2 separate regions of the Danio rerio genome follow, and region 1 is linked to region 2. The links are chromatin contacts, called in public Hi-C maps. All regions are on one chromosome and are shown on one strand. The core of a region is the stretch at or near the end of the contact, and the rest is flanking DNA. Distances in the headings are between cores, read along the strand shown.

What was found. Hi-C and Micro-C count contacts between places; a contact is called where the count stands out from the background.
Region 1: a contact with region 2 is called in a Hi-C map of skeletal muscle, with 4 times the contacts expected there. The contact joins the enhancer-like site here to the promoter of map2 in region 2. A contact is called at or near these places in 5 of 18 Hi-C or Micro-C datasets (caudal fin, embryo, hematopoietic stem cells and 2 more) and 2 of 4 datasets of contacts at active chromatin or transcription factors (caudal fin and embryo).

The regions. Positions count from the first base shown.
Region 1 is chr9:40,702,065-40,704,908 of GRCz12tu, forward strand. map2 (microtubule-associated protein 2) reads left to right here. Exons shown (of 15, transcript XM_073912953.1): 13 at 1,438-1,519; 14 at 2,643-2,755; 15 at 2,831-2,844. Among named protein-coding and RNA genes, the nearest start is that of myl1, 16 kb to the right of the region's middle. Within about 2 kb of position 1,572, at least 3 of the 62 cell types and tissues checked have an H3K27ac peak or open chromatin away from gene starts, as enhancers often do.
Region 2 is chr9:40,497,303-40,500,130 of GRCz12tu, forward strand. It overlaps map2 (microtubule-associated protein 2), which reads left to right and starts at 1,348. Exons shown (of 15, transcript XM_073912953.1): 1 at 1,348-1,394.

The DNA of each region.
Region 1 (2,844 bases), core at 322-2,821, 200 kb after region 2:
AATGTATGGAGTAAAAATTTACAATAATTGTCCAGCATATAATAATAATCATAGTTCAAAATGTATTACAGCATTATTAAAATCCAAATTCCTGCTTGTTAACATTAGTTAATGCACCATGAGGTAACTTGAACTAGCAGCGAATGAATTAATTTCCCTTAACTAACATTACCTAACATGAATAAATGCTGTAATACATTTATTGTTTTTGTTTGTTCATTTTAGTAAATACATTATTTAAGACATTCTTATTGTAAATTGTTACCAAATATACCTTACTGTACATATAATTTGTACTATATATATATATATATATATGTTTAATTTTTATTATTAAAATGCAGTCAAACTATTTCAAAAATATCTTTGAGGAAATTTCAGAAAATATAAAATAGTTTCACTAAAATATATTTTAAAATATATGTGTTTATTATTTTAATATATGTGTAATATTCCAGAAACATTTTTAAATTGAGAGTTTACGAATTAGAATTTGAGGATAAAAGATAGAGATAAAAGAAGATTACTAATATCTAGATTTATTTTATTTATATAAGACACAAGGTTAAAATACAATTTGAGGTATGTTGCATATAGTAAAAATACAGGGCTGAAATACATATTAAATATACAGTCACACTTTACAATATGGTTTCAGTAGGTTAGTAAAGGTATTTAGTAAAAAACTAATAATGGACAATACTTGTACAGCATTTATTAATAATCATACCAGTACTTTAAAATTCCTGCTTTTTAACATTAGTTAAACCATGAGTGAGTAAAAAATGAACGAGTTTCTTCTCATTCATTTAAACATTATCAAACATGTATAAATAATGTGATATATGTACTGTTCCGTGTTTGTTCATGTTAGTAAATACAATAATTATTTGTTTGGTTTTGGGATTTGTCCCTCATTCATCAGGGGTCACCACAGCTGAATTAACCACCAATTTATACAGCACAAGGAGAACATGCAAACTCCACAAAGAAATGCCAACTGACCTTGAACCAGCGACCTTCTTGCTGTGAGGCGACAGTGCTAACCACTGAGCCACTGTGTCGCCCAGATACAGTAAATACTAAGCTGAATTTGTTTCCATTTATAGCAGAATCTATTAAATACGATGTTTACTTATGCGTCACTTCTGATTCAGCTGAATGTTTGTTTTCTGACTGTGTATTGTTGATCTTTATTGTAGGTGTTGAATTGCTTATTGTTGCAAAATGTACAGACAGTATGAATCAGTTTGATTTGCAGCTCGGTTTTTATGTGTCTAACTGTTTTACAGTGCCTTCTTAACCATTTAACGCATTAATTATGTTTGTTTTATAGGCAAAACCATTTTCTTTGCAGCTTCTTATATGAAGAACAAATGGTTGACTCTCATCCCGGTTTTGTTTTATTCTGTTCTCATCTTTGGCTGTTTCTTACAGATTCACATTCAGTCTAAGAAGATTGATCTTAGTCATGTGACCTCCAAGTGTGGATCATTGGACAACATCCGCCACAGGCCAGGTGAGCGTGATAGAGAGTGCTGGACATTTTGCACACAGACTGGAGATTTGCAGTGTCATACAGCTTGCTGTGGAAATGAGCTGTGCCAGAAATAGACTGTTGAATGATGCAAGACCACCATCTAGTGGTTGTGTTTTAATTATCTCTTCTGCAAAATCTAATTTAAATGTTGCACTTGTTCATTTGTGCATGCAGATTTACAAAGTGAAAATCATCAGTTCACTGTGACATCTGTATTTTTTTCTTTTTTTAAAATACATTACTAACAATATATACTTATATATTACAAGAACAGTATATTTCAAAGAACTTTTTGTACTTTTTAGATAAATAGCCTATACATTTGTACTGTTCAAATGTTTGGAATCAGTATTTTATTATTACTCTTTTATTAAATAAGGATAAATTAATTAATCAAAAGTGACATTTAAGACATTTATTTTGGTACAGAAAACCAACACTTTAAATAATTGCTGTTATTTAGAATTTATATTCCTCAAATAATTCTGAAACAGTGTCGCACAGAATATCTTGATAACAAACTGATAACACTTCCAACACTGATAGTAATAAGACATGTTTCTTGAAAAGACAATTTGAATTGTTTCTGAAGGATCACGTGAAACTTTATAAATATTTGATACATAAATGAATTAATTAATTTAATGATGAATTGATTGATTGATTGAGTGATTGATTGATTTTGACTTAATCCCCACAGTTGATTTGGTAAATGTAAAGAATGACTCTTTAAAAATCAGTCAATAAATCTAATATTTAATAATAATAATAATAATAATAATAATAATCAAAAGTAATAATAATTAAACAATTAACTCTCAAAGAAAAAACTCAGAACAAAAGTTTAAACTGAACATAATTCCTCTTTTTAAAAAAATCAAAATTAGTCAATGTTGGTGCATCCTCGATTTTACATTTTTTAAAATAAAAAAGCAACATTAATATCTATAATTAATGAATTAATTATTGTCTGATTTTTTTTTAATTATAGCAGGCCTAGTGCTTTTATAAAAATCTTATTATATAATAAAATTTAGCACTAACAGTGCACTAACTAGGTGATGAGAAATTTGTCGTGATTTATTTTTTTCATATGTCTCAGGCGGTGGTCATGTCCGCATTGAGAGCGTGAAGCTGGACTTCAGAGAAAAAGCCCACGCCAAAGTGGGCTCCCTGGATAATGCCCACCATACACCTGGAGGAGGTCAAATCCAGGTCAGTTCTTGATAAACATATGTTTGCTTGTTTTTTCACAATCACGTCACATAATCCTATTTTTTACTTTTGAAGATTGAAAGCCATAA
Region 2 (2,828 bases), core at 98-2,597:
TGCCGCTTTTGTTTTGACCATCAGAAATGAAACTAAAGGGATAGTTGTTGTTTAATTTTATTGGTGAAATGACTTGCCTTAAAGGGACTTTGACTTCCGTGCATATAACCCATTGGTAAAACAACACAATCTACATCAGTTTTGCGTGACTACAATAGTTTTAAAACATGACATTACCTGTCTAAGAGAAATACTTCAGCCATGTATCGTCCTTCCTCCAGCGTGTAAAAGAAACTCCAATATTGATTCAAGACTTTCAAAAGTATTGATCCAGAATTTGTTTTACCGCTCTCTCTCTCTTGTGTGCAAATCATGTACGTGACACATAAATGGCAGATCTGCATGAAAAGACGTGCGCATGTAAATCTACATTTGTTGACAGACAGTTTGGGCTACTTATCAGAATTATGGGGATTATCGGCTTGACAATTTTTTATTGGATAAACATTTTTTAATCTTATGCCTTACCCAGAATATAAAAATAAACATAAATATATTTAGATCATTTACTTTAATCATTACTATTGGACTGTGAAGAGACTTTCAACCAGCACAACAACAAATGTTTCTGAAAACAATCACCTACTGCACCTTTAATACTTAAAGAATGTGAATTTTCAAAAATTGTGCTTTTATGACCGACGTGTACATATATTTATTTTTAGACAACACAATTATATACTGCTGTTTTAAATTTGTAAGGCTTAACAAATTTCTATTTGATGGTATAAATCTGATTATCAATCACAACAAATGACTGCACGCACACACACACACACACACAAACACACACACGCACACACACACACACACACACACACAAAACCTCTATAAATGACAGTATTTCTATTTAAAATTTGGATGAAATGTTAAGGCATAGGCTAATGAAATAATGATATGGTCTGCCATTATCAAATAAAATGAATATTAACATTTGTTTAAAATAACATTATAGTACATTTTGTGACAAATATTTTAAGATGTTATTTATGCAGTTTTACTTGATTCATCATAAATAATTCTGGTTTGTTGATTTGAAATCTACAATAACAATGCAATTATTGCACAATTATACAAAGCATAAGCAATTATATATTGTTTATGTTATATTTTAATCTATAAATAATGTTTTAATAATGCTTAAAATAACAAAAAAAACAGTCACCATCCATTTTCATCACTTTACCTAAAATATATCATCTCTGTCTTCATGTCTACACCCAATTTACCGCACTCCTATGTACGGCCACGACAACAACATGACTTACGGTAATTATTCAGTAGTAGGCGGGGTCAGACTGCAGTGGGCGGGATCCAGTGTGGGCGGCTCATCTTCCACCGGCTTTCACTGCGCTCCGAGAGGAAGCCTGCAGCGGACGCAACACGCCGAACAGGTAAACCGCTATATTTCATTATTACCAGAAAGCCATAATATCGAGTTTAAACGGTCAGCACGATTTGCATACGCATATCTGAGCACATCCCGAAGTTCTCTGACACACTGCTGTTTCAATTCCTCTAATCCGTGCTTTTGAAGATGTTAATGGGACAGATAATCCCTATTGCTTGAGAAAGGACGCATTGTTCCGTTGACTGCAACAGACACCGTGCTTCACATTGGCAGAGTACACATCACAACCTTATTTCATCATCATGCAATGCTTACAAACTTTTCGTAATGTGTGCCAACTTCGTTTTAATCTCAAAGGAGAGCTAGAAGTGTGTACTTTTATCTGTTTTAAAATGCTGCTTTGTGCTGAATTGAACTGATTTTTATTTTCAAGCCTGAGATGATTTGTCTTGAAGGGAGATTGATCTGCATATGAAAAGGAGGAGACCTGGTCAAAGACATGCTCTGGGTTTTTTTGTCGCAGGAGAGGTTTGCAGTCCAGCAGAGATGGTGCTGAAACAACAGCAACCCAGTGATAGACACTGGGTTAATCTGTTCTCTTTATTTGCATCAGTGCTGATTTTGATGTCTTATATATTATTTTTTATCTTGCTCCCTGCTGAAATATAGACATATGGTGTTATTGTTACATTTGATCAGTATCTTTTTTTTCACCTGACATGAAATGTTATAAATCAGTTCATGCCTTGCAAAGCAGACTATCTTAAAGCGTCCATCAATGATGATGATGATGCTGTTTCTGATCAGACATGATGCATTCCTGCATTGGCAGCGTGCCGGCTCACGCTTATTCATGAAAACAGAGCTGCGAGAGGTTTAATGCAGCGCCCTGCACTGGATGACTGATATCTGCGCAGTCCCTCTGTGTGTGTGTGTGTGTGTGTGTGTGTGTGCCGTGTATCTTATAAAGTCCATTGGCATTCAAGGGCTGGTGTGTCTAAACGCCACACCACCGGTCAGACGCAATGACCATCTGTTAGCAGACTGCCCTCTTCATCAAACACAGCAGATGTTCAAAAGGAGACAAAAAAGTTGGACGCCTGCATTCACACACAAGTGTCCTGGAGGGACTTTCCATTGACTTCTGTTGCCTTTGTAGCTGCTCTGTCCAAATACTTGAGACCTTTTTTGGGGGATTTTTGGCATATTTTTAAACATGTTTAAAAATTAAGTTATTCCTTTGTAGGACACTGGTTAGTTCCAACAGTGTTGGTCATTTCTGTAGCGTTTAAGAAAAATAATTTGAGTAATAGTGTTTCCCATTCATTACACATTCTCTGCAGTTCACCCAAACAGTCATGAAGTCGTGATTTGCTCACTCTGATGTCAATTTAATCTGTTTAATGGTCTTTTTTTCTGTGGAGCATCCCTTACGGGAGCATCAAAGAAAGTGTAAAAACAGGACATTTTAATTCGC